Linked DNA regions of Zea mays: region 1 is linked to region 2. A link is a contact called in public Hi-C data. All regions are on one chromosome and are shown on one strand. The core of a region is the stretch at or near the end of the contact, and the rest is flanking DNA. Distances in the headings are between cores, read along the strand shown.

The links. Hi-C and Micro-C count contacts between places; a contact is called where the count stands out from the background.
Region 1: a contact with region 2 is called in a Hi-C map of leaf, with 5 times the contacts expected there. The contact joins the promoter of LOC100279273 here to the enhancer-like site in region 2. A contact is called at or near these places in 2 of 25 Hi-C or Micro-C datasets (leaf and tassel).

Annotation. Positions count from the first base shown.
Region 1 is chr4:34,743,284-34,748,194 of Zm-B73-REFERENCE-NAM-5.0, reverse strand. LOC100279273 reads right to left here and starts at 3,067. Exons shown (of 12, transcript NM_001360958.1): 1 at 2,132-3,067; 2 at 1,433-1,501; 3 at 463-570; 4 at 183-363; 5 at 3-82. The coding sequence starts at 2,868.
Region 2 is chr4:34,483,090-34,487,871 of Zm-B73-REFERENCE-NAM-5.0, reverse strand. It overlaps LOC100281091 (LHY protein), which reads right to left. Exons shown (of 11, transcript NM_001370710.1): 9 at 4,459-4,680; 10 at 2,986-4,362; 11 at 2,290-2,896. The coding sequence ends at 2,546. Among protein-coding and RNA genes, the nearest start is that of LOC100281091, 33 kb to the right of the region's middle. Within about 2 kb of position 1,856, at least 2 of the 20 cell types and tissues checked have an H3K27ac peak or open chromatin away from gene starts, as enhancers often do. A contact at or near this core is called in leaf, where this site is marked.

The sequences.
Region 1 (4,911 bases), core at 1,818-4,317, 260 kb before region 2:
ACCTATCATTAAGATTGTCTAGGAAAGCATTGCGACCCCCCCTTGATTCCCGCCTTTCCTTTGCTTGCTTCTCAGTAAGGGACTGGAAAGCCAGACAACTTTTATTCAGTCTGTATCATTAACATTAAGTAATTATTGTGTAACTAAATTCACACAAAACTCAGTATGCGTTACCGACTTACCGTTTTGGCTGCATCAGCACTTAGTGGAGATATGTATTGTGTTTTGACCAACCAAGAAACACCTTTGTCAGTGGGCCTCTCCCTTTTCCTTGTACCTTCTTGTTTAATAGGGGTGAGGACCTGATCATCACGCAATAGTTCTTCATCTTCAGGAGCCATGGGCGGCTGAACATCCGGGGGGCTGGGATATGATTGGTATATGAGTTAAGGACACTAGAATATACTCAGAGTCTCAGACAGAAAATCAAACTCATGAAAAGCATATGGTTCAGATCCTTACTTGTATACACTCATGTCAAGTAGGTCAAGAGGTATCCCAATATCCTCAGGGACAATCATTTTAGGAATATAGTTTTTCTCCAATGAAGTTATCCTGTATTTGGTATATCTGAAAAGACAGCAAAACATAGTAAGCATAGCTGCCTCCATAATATAGAAACTTTTAAAACGCCAGAGTGAAACACAATTGAGAGCAACATAACAGAGACAAGACAAATTAAGCTCAGCATACTGTAGGTAGCAGAAAAGGAGAGCAGAAGATTATGGAAAAACTGTACAGTAATAAAGCAGAGTAGTGCAAAATTGCTTTAATTCAAAACAAATGGAATTATGGCAGTTGAACAGGACGCCCAGTTATGACTTCACGTAACCTACAAAATATCAATCTATTTAATCTCCTCAAAACAAGCTAATGATATCATCTCTATGCATAAGTAGAAGGAATAATGAAACTATGGGCCTGTTCAGCTACACTAGTTTGCAGCCAAACAGGCCTGATTTGTATTTTCGGTTAGGTGAGATGATCAGTCCTAACAGTAGCAACAAAATAACCTCCGATAGTCTGATGCCTTACCCATGTTAGCCCAGTGAAACCGGGCCTCAGTCTTGACATCAATCTAACCATAACCCCCACAGAAAATTAGATTAGGCATCAATGCAACAGGGATCAAAATGTGTTCTTTACCCATAACACAATGAACAAAATGACCAAAAAAACAGCAAAGGCAAGGCATAAATTGGAAGCCAGCAGAAAGCAAAACAATGGATTCCTGCCATCATAGAAAAGATCTTCAAATAAAGAAGACAAGAAAGCATAAGTAAAGTAAGTTGAAATGATCTACAAGTAAAATGACCATTCTTAGTAGATGAGCAAGAGCAATACTGAAGTATGGCTTGTACTGCTCCAAAGATGCAATCTTATCTTAAATAAAAAAAGGGGGGCTGGGGAGTAGACAGGTAGTGATGCATACCGGTCCTTATCCTTATTCAGGGGCAGCCATTTCAGCTGAGCACTTGGATCCGGGAGTTCATTCCTAAATCTGTGCCACCAAAAAGAAAAGGCAAAACTGGATCATTCAAGTGTATAATTACACAACAGATATAGATCACCAAGATTTAAATATTTGATACAAATCAGCAGTTGGTTAAGGCTTCATAAAAACGGTACACATACGGACACTATTTTAAACATACAGACAACAGAAAATTGCCATTTCATAATAGCGAGGTAACTTCCAAACCATTCCTAAGTTTTGATATGCCTGCTCTGTTACAAGAAAGGGGTCCCTTTATAGGTCCATAACAAAGAAATTGGTTGATAGACGAACTCATGCACCTTTTAAGCACTATATTCTCAAGTAGTTCCCCAGAACTAAGTGGAAGTACTAATCTTTCTAAGCATGTCGAGAAGCACAAAATTTAAAGAAACTATAAAACAAATTCAGAAAACAATGATCCTTTCCATTGGACGCCCCGACATTTCAATGACAACATAAAAAATTATATGTAAGCAGTCTGTCACTCACTAAGGATAGCATATGTTGCCCAAGTTTTACACCCCTAAGGCCCTAAGACGTGCATGATCAATGAAAATGTTACCCAACTACAAGCTGAGAATTTAAATTTTGGCACGAACACAACCTAACGGACCCAAACTTGGCTGGACTTACTTGTGCTTGCAGAGGAACGTTGTTGGTTTTTTTAGCCGGTTCTCAAACCTCTCAGCATTAACCGCTGTTGCTGGGCGAGACCCAGTTGCCCCTGCCCGAGAGCCACCCGGAGGGTGGTGGTGGTGGTGGCGGCTCTGCGGCTGCTGCTGAGCAGTGCGAACCTGCTGTGTCTTCTGCAGAATGGTGGCTTGTGTCTGGCGCATCATCTGGTGCTGCTTGCGGTCGTCCACCCGCTGCTTCTCAAACTCGCGCTTCTTCCGCGCACGACGCTCCTCTTCCGTCTCCGCTCTCAGCAGCGTTGCCTTAGGCTGTGGCCCCTTTGGGGGCAGCAGGGCATGGGCAGACGGTGGCTGTGCCGGAGGCGGAGGGGGCGGGGGCGATGCCGCAGGGGGTGGGGACGGAGGCGGGGGTGGCGCCGAAGGTGGAGGAGGCGGATTACTGTTCCCGCCGTAGGGCGGTGGCGGCGGCTGGTAGTACATCTGCGGTGGGGGCGGGGGCGGGAGCTGCTGCGGAGGCCCGGGACCGAAATTGAACTGCGGTTGGTGAGGTGGCGGCGGCCCCGGTGGCGGTGGTGGCGGAGGCCCCGCGTGGTATGTCGGCGCCGGCATCCTGCTGTACGGCGCCTGCTGCGGCGGCGGCGCGTACGAATTCATCTGCGGCGGATAGCCGCCCTGCGGTGGTGGCGGCGGCGGCGGCGGATGCTGCGGCGGCGGCGCGTACGGCCTATACGACGCCATCCCGCGGCGTCTAGGGTTTCACGGAACCCGAGTCCCAGCACACAACAGACCCACGCCGCGGCGACTGCTCGCTCCCCCGTCTCCTCCGCCGCTGCCACTGCAGAAGAGACTACCACTGCACGTCCGAGCCCACCGCCACCTATTCTACCAGATCTACGCGTTGGCGTGTCGGAGCGCGAGGTAGTCGGATCTCTCGTCGGCGTCTCGTCGATTTGGCGAGGAGCAGGAGGGCGATGGGAATTTCACGATACCTCGTGATTCTGCCTGGCTTTTTCGTCGAGGTTTGGATGAATTTTACCCGGATTTGGATATCAATTCGGATTTAGTAGCATTTATTTATTTGCGTTAGAGTACTTTTTTAGACATGCTTTAGTGAGTATTCTCAGCAACACCGCCTAAATATTTCTCTTATCTTTAATGATCACTTGAGGCTGAAAATTCGGCTCTGTCAACACACCCTTATCTTTAACTAGATCAGTGTCCGTGCGTTGCAACGGAGACATATAATATGTCGATAACTTATATATGCACATATATGTTATATAGTTATGAGATAGAGGATGACATATATGCGAGCTGTCCGGGATGATATCGAAGAGAAACTTGGACCTGTGACACACGGATACTCACCTAGTGTATTATATAAGATAGGTCAGTGCTCGTGCATTGCATCTGGAACATATAATATCTCGATAACTTATATATACATATGTGTTATACGATTATGAGATGGATGACAACATTCGCGAGCCGTCCGTAATGATATCAAAGAGAAACCTAGGCCTACAACGCACATGCACTCACCTAATAGTGTATTATATAAAATATAAAAACCTAAATGTCAAACAATATTATTTGCTAATCCATCTTACCTATATAGTGCTTTGCATCTTTCATTGATGAGCGATGTAGCTCATATGTTCATATCCAGCTATTATACCAATGCACCATAGTTGTCAGCTAAAGGGTGGTCCTTAGAGCCACTATCATATGTTGACCTAGCATTTCTACCATACACTGGTGGTGGTGGTCTGGTGGATTAGAGGATTTATTTGGTTCTGCTTTCTTGATCTCCACCGACAAACAAAGCAAATGACCTAAGCCTGGTCAAAGTCCCTTCCATTAATTACTATTAATTTAATCAGTCATGGACCAATAGAAAATTGGTTTGGATTTGTGAGTGCGGTGAGAGGAAAATAACTTATGCATAATTCGTTAGCAAGTAGATTTAGAAGTGTAGAAAAATGAGAAGACACTTTGAATGAATTGTACAATAGGAATATAACAGGCATATAATCGAATGGCATCAATGAATGAGACAATTCAATGTGAGGCATATAACTTAAGAAAAAACATTATTCAACTGGTGCAATTCAAAGGTTCTTTGATCAATAGTTGACCTTCTCAATGTTTGTGACAGTAGATTCTTAAAGAATGTCAGCATATCCACTAGATAACAATTGGCATGCCCGCTCATGTGTATTGTAAAGCTTGTCTCTCATATCACCGAGTATAATACGATATGACTTAATCGAAGGAACCTTCTTCGAGAACTCTGTTACAGAGGAAACAATGGTTAATAGGAATAGCCAAGTTTAGCAATCTACCATCTAAAAATTCTGAAAAAAAACCTAAATGTCAAATAATATTATTTGATAATCCATCTTACCTATAAAGTGCTTTGCATCTTTCTTTGACGAAGTCCGCGCGGCAGATCGTCGACCGCCTTGCCGTCTGCGCGGCCGCGACCACGGCCACGGCAACGCTGGGGCAGCAGAGTGTGTGCGTGGGCGACGCGCTACGCAAGGCCACCAAGGTGCTCGAGGACTGGCGGGACCGCAACCCGGTGGCCACCGTCATGCTGCTCTCCGACACCCAGCAGCAGCAGTCGGCAGCGCCGGAAAACTCGTCAAGGAAGCAGTTTGGGCGGCCAGCGGTGGCCCCAGCAACGCGCTTCACCCATGTGGAGATCCCCATCGGCCCCGGCGACCCGCCTCCTCTTGTGTCCGAGTGCGAGGAGGAGCCTCCCGTTGAGCACGCGTT
Region 2 (4,782 bases), core at 607-3,106:
CAGCCACCCCCTCCCCTATTCCCCTTTGTTGGCCGCCCCCCTCTCTCTCTCCCTCTCCTTCTTCCCCAAGTGATTGCAGCACCACCCCTCAACCCTAGCCCCCCACCTCCTCCTCTCCAAGGTGCAGCCTCCCTGCTTGGTACCCCGTCGTGTGGGTGCGAGTCTTCCATTGGAGTTTGGAGGGAGGAAGAAGGAAGAAAGGAAGGAGGAAAGGAAGAACCCAAGGTGATTTTTGTGATCATTTTTTTGTATTTGTGCTGCAATCCAATCGGTTACATGTTTACCTATGCGAATCGGTAGAGGTGTTGTCCAGAATTTTTGTGGGAGGGCGAACAACTGTAGTATTATCAGTTTCTGGGGATTTTTCGTGGGTAATTAGTGGTAAAAAGTATGAGAATCATGTAAAGCTTTGTCATACCTTTCCAACGAGTACTTATGCGCTCGATTCGGAGTTATACTTTAGGAGATATCGCTGTTTGAACCCGGCTATGTTGCTGTCCAAAAATAGATTGCAGGGTGTATCTTGTAGACGGGTTTGGGCTAATTATATGTTGCAATTTAATTATCATTTGAATATAAAACTTGTGGAGAATTTTATGTAGATGCTTCCGGAGTTTTTGATTAATATCACTGTTGTTATAATTTTAAAGTTATGAAATTATCAAGCAGCGCCGCTACAGTTTGGTGGTGATGGGGAGAGTTGTCGCTCGCGACGGGTTGGAATTGTGCGTAGGTGTGGCGTTGTTTATTAGTGCTTGTTATGTTGATTTGTGCACTAAGGTGTGTGTCAAAAACAGGTGGTGGAGTACCATTCCAAATTCCCGGTGAAGGCAAGTAAATATAGTGGTGGTTCCTACCGTTTGGTTTGCATCCTATGCCTTGTCATTGAGTATGCATAAGTATTAAATGTGTTAATCATTGTATTCTATGATAAAGTTTATTTGTTCGAAAGTATTAATTCTCAATTGTCTAATATTGCGGATGATCATGATTTGGGAATGATATATGTGGTTGATTCCCATCTTGGATATAGTTGAAGTATATTTTTGAATCACGTTATATGAAGTGTTGTAGGCATGCCATGCATATCGCATCATCCATCTTGCGTTTTGAAGTTATGTCGTGATCTTATGGTACGACCGTACCGGTACACTTTTAGCATCGTACGTTGCCCGATGAGGGGTACGATGCGGCTTCATATCCTTAGAGGTATGGAGGCAGAAGTCATCCTTGCATTTGTGGACATTTGCACTCATGAGGTATATATGAAGTGTGACATTACTATGTTACTATTGTGGTTTCTACCTGCGAGGTGTGGTAACTAGGTGTGTTGTACGTCGTATTCATGCTGCATCTTCGTATTAAGAAGGTTGTGAAATCAAGTGGTGGTAAAACAATGTTTTTATATGGTTAAACAATTTGTTATTATTTTACTTGCTGAGATGTGTCATCTCACTCTTGCATTACTCAATGCAGGTACTTGATATATGTTGGGAATGAGGGGAGTAGCAGCACGTCCACTTTCACTCTCATAATAACGCTGCCCAGGCGCAACCATGATTTAATTAGAAACTTGTTGTCAAATGGTGTTTGTTTTTTTTAACTAGTTGTGCGCACTGGTTAATTCAATTCATGTCGTATATTTAACTTCCCTTTGCTAGCCGATTAATAATACTTAGTATGTTTTTTGTCATGATATATGTTTATACATTGTTGTCCCCTCATTTATGCAATTTTGTAAATGTCAGAAGTGTAATTCAGTAGCATTCCGAGGTGTTTGTGGATCCCGGGGTGTTACAGTTCCGTTGACGAAGTTCTTTCTTTGTTTGCAAAGTGTCCAATTTTATCTTTTACATTAACTGCTATACTTCTGCCTATGATAAAGGTTCCAACTCATTTGGTCCATTTGAGTGAAAGATCATATGTAGATTTGTAGAAAAAACATCTAACTGTATCATAAGTTTTTTTTTCAAAACCTATTTACAAAATGACCTCATTTAGTTTCTTCCGGTGGACTTCATGAATTGTCTCATGCAGGATAACACAATTAATGGATGGATGTCCATGAGAGCATAACCCAAGTTAATGATAACACAATCCATGATAGCATAACACAAGTTAAAATAGAAGTGAAACATTTATGTGAGTACTTTCTCTACACAATCTTCTAGCAACAGCAAACATGACAATGTTCAAATATTTTCTGCCCTATATTAGTCATAATGTTCACCCTCTCGCTCAGCCTATCCTACACCTTGATCAAATAAACCTTTGCATGAGCCTTCAAAATAAATAATATTTCAATTATTTTCCTTTCCAAAAATATAAAACATAAGGAAAATACATTTTGACCAAAAAAAAAAGTTTGATAGTTGCATGATGCTTAAATCAGACTCTACGAGATAAGGTTTTAAAGCAGTCTAGCGGGCTGCTTGACAAGCATTAAAATACAGCACACAACAGATTGAGTTTTAATGAAGCACTGCATTGCAAGATCTGAAGTCCTATAGTAGCTTAGATGTAAATATAACTTTGAAGAAATCAATTATGTGGATGCTTCGCTATCAAGACGAATCCTCTTGGTACCAACCATGTCGCTAGCCGGCACCCGGTTTTCCTTCGCTTCCACAGAACATCTCTTGTATGGTTTGAAGCCTGTACGGCGCGATTTCAGCTTCAGGTGCGACAATTCATTGGGAAAGGAAGCCCTGGGCTCATCCATTGTGTCGAGGTCATCATGATCAATGCTTGTGGCATTCTTGTTGAGGTCAACTGCCACTGTGGTCACTTCATCTTCCTCCTCCTTGGCAACCTCCTTCGAGTCTACTGCTTGTGGGGGAGAAAAGCTTTGCGGAAGCTTTTCCCTACTGAACAGCGCATCGAAAGCCAGACGACCCTGTCAACAAAGAAGTGAATCAGAAAGGCAATGATGCGTGCTCAAAAATTTGGACAGAGTGAATTAGCATATTGTTGGTAGATTACAACCTCTTCGGAAACTTCCTTCCATGAATCACTTGTGCTTCCATTGCTTCTAAATCTGCGGTGGTTAGTGTCACCAGCTGAAGAGTTGCTGCAGGAGGCTTGCTTCGCCTTCTCATTAGCATTGTCCTCCTCAGGAACATTGCCCGCATCTACATCACTACTTGAAGGTGTGTTAGAACCGCATGAAGAGCGATCCTGCTTTTTCTTATTCCTGAATGCATCATTTGTGCCAGCTCCTGTGGTAGGTGTGGCATCAGCATTCTGGGCAGGAGATAGCTTTAACTCCGTATGGAGAGACACCTCGCCTTTTCCACTCCCATCAGACTCTGAAGAAGCAGCAATTCTTAAACCTTCGAACTGTACCTGTTTTCGAGCTTCTTGGCATTCAATCTGTGCATTTTCAGCTGGGCAATCTCTGTCTTTCTCTGAAGGTCGTGGAACATCAACTGTGGGAAAGGCAGCACTAGGAGCTGGTACAAATGGAAAAGCCACGGGTGGAGCGAAGAAAGGGAGAAGACCTTGTGTTGCCCACCATGCAGATGCTGCAGCAACTGTAGCTGCTACAATAGAAACCATGCTTGGAGGAGAGCCTATGTTCCTTCCTTGGACGCCATCTGCAGGGTTTTCTTGATTCGGATCAATAGGAGTGTTACCTTCAGCTGCTGGCCAGTATGATGCTGCGAGCCTGGCGGCTGCATGGATGGCAGGGTTTGACAACAACGTGGAAACAAGCATGCTGGAGAAGGTGGATGACATGTTGGTGAATGACCTGTACGTATCTTGGTTACAGTTGCACTGCATCATTGGAGCAAAGGCCGCATAATTATGAGGGAAAGTCTGTGGTGTGGCACTACTACCAAATTTTGGGTCAGCAGAAACCATTGGATGGATGCATGGGTTCATGCTTCCATTGATTCCCACTTGATCACTTGTTTGATCAGGATGAGTTCCTTCAGGTACAGTCACTGGAATGCTAGCTGTCCCGTCGCTCTCTGCTAGGGTGTGTGAAGCTCTTGCAGTTTGTTCATCCACATATGTTGTCTCCACAGACTTTGGCATTAGCTTCATTTGTTGCGTTGAGATGTCCAAATACCCCTCATGAGAATGTTCACATTTAGATCTGATCTGGATACCATTAAGCCTTTCCATTTCCTGATCACTGATCACCTTTACATCCTCTTGGGTGTTGGGGTTAAAAGAATTATTTTCCATGATGGACATATCTCGGCTTTCTGTTTTACTTGCCTCGGTCCTCCTGGGTGCCCCATGATTTGAAGAGCTTTTGTTAACTGAAGAAAATGATGCAGATGGGGCATCACGGAAGAGATTAAGAACTTCCGAGCGACTTCCTTTTTCAGACAACTCCTTCCTTTGAAAATTCTGGATGCAAGTGAGTTAAGAATAAAAGAAAGTTAAAGATACTTATACAGAGGATAACATGTGTCCTAGGAAAGCAAAGTACCAGGTAGAATTTACCTGAAGAGATGCATCGCCTACCATTTTTACATGCCCATTGCTCAAGGGCATATTTGGTTTTGTTGACTTGTCATTTGGAAGTTCTTTGGTTTGTGTCTCGGAGCTGAGACAACTTTTTCGAGGATATGGACTGTTTGGCTTTCTTTTAGGCCGTGGTGGAGGTATGTCAATGTCATGGGCTTGCCCCGGAGAAGTACCATTGTTCATAGCTTCCTTTTCCAACTGCAATCTCCTAATTTGTTAGGTACAGGCATTGAAAATAAAATTATATGCTTGAAGGAAATAATTAAGGACTTGAAACTGTTGCCAGTGACTGGATTTTTT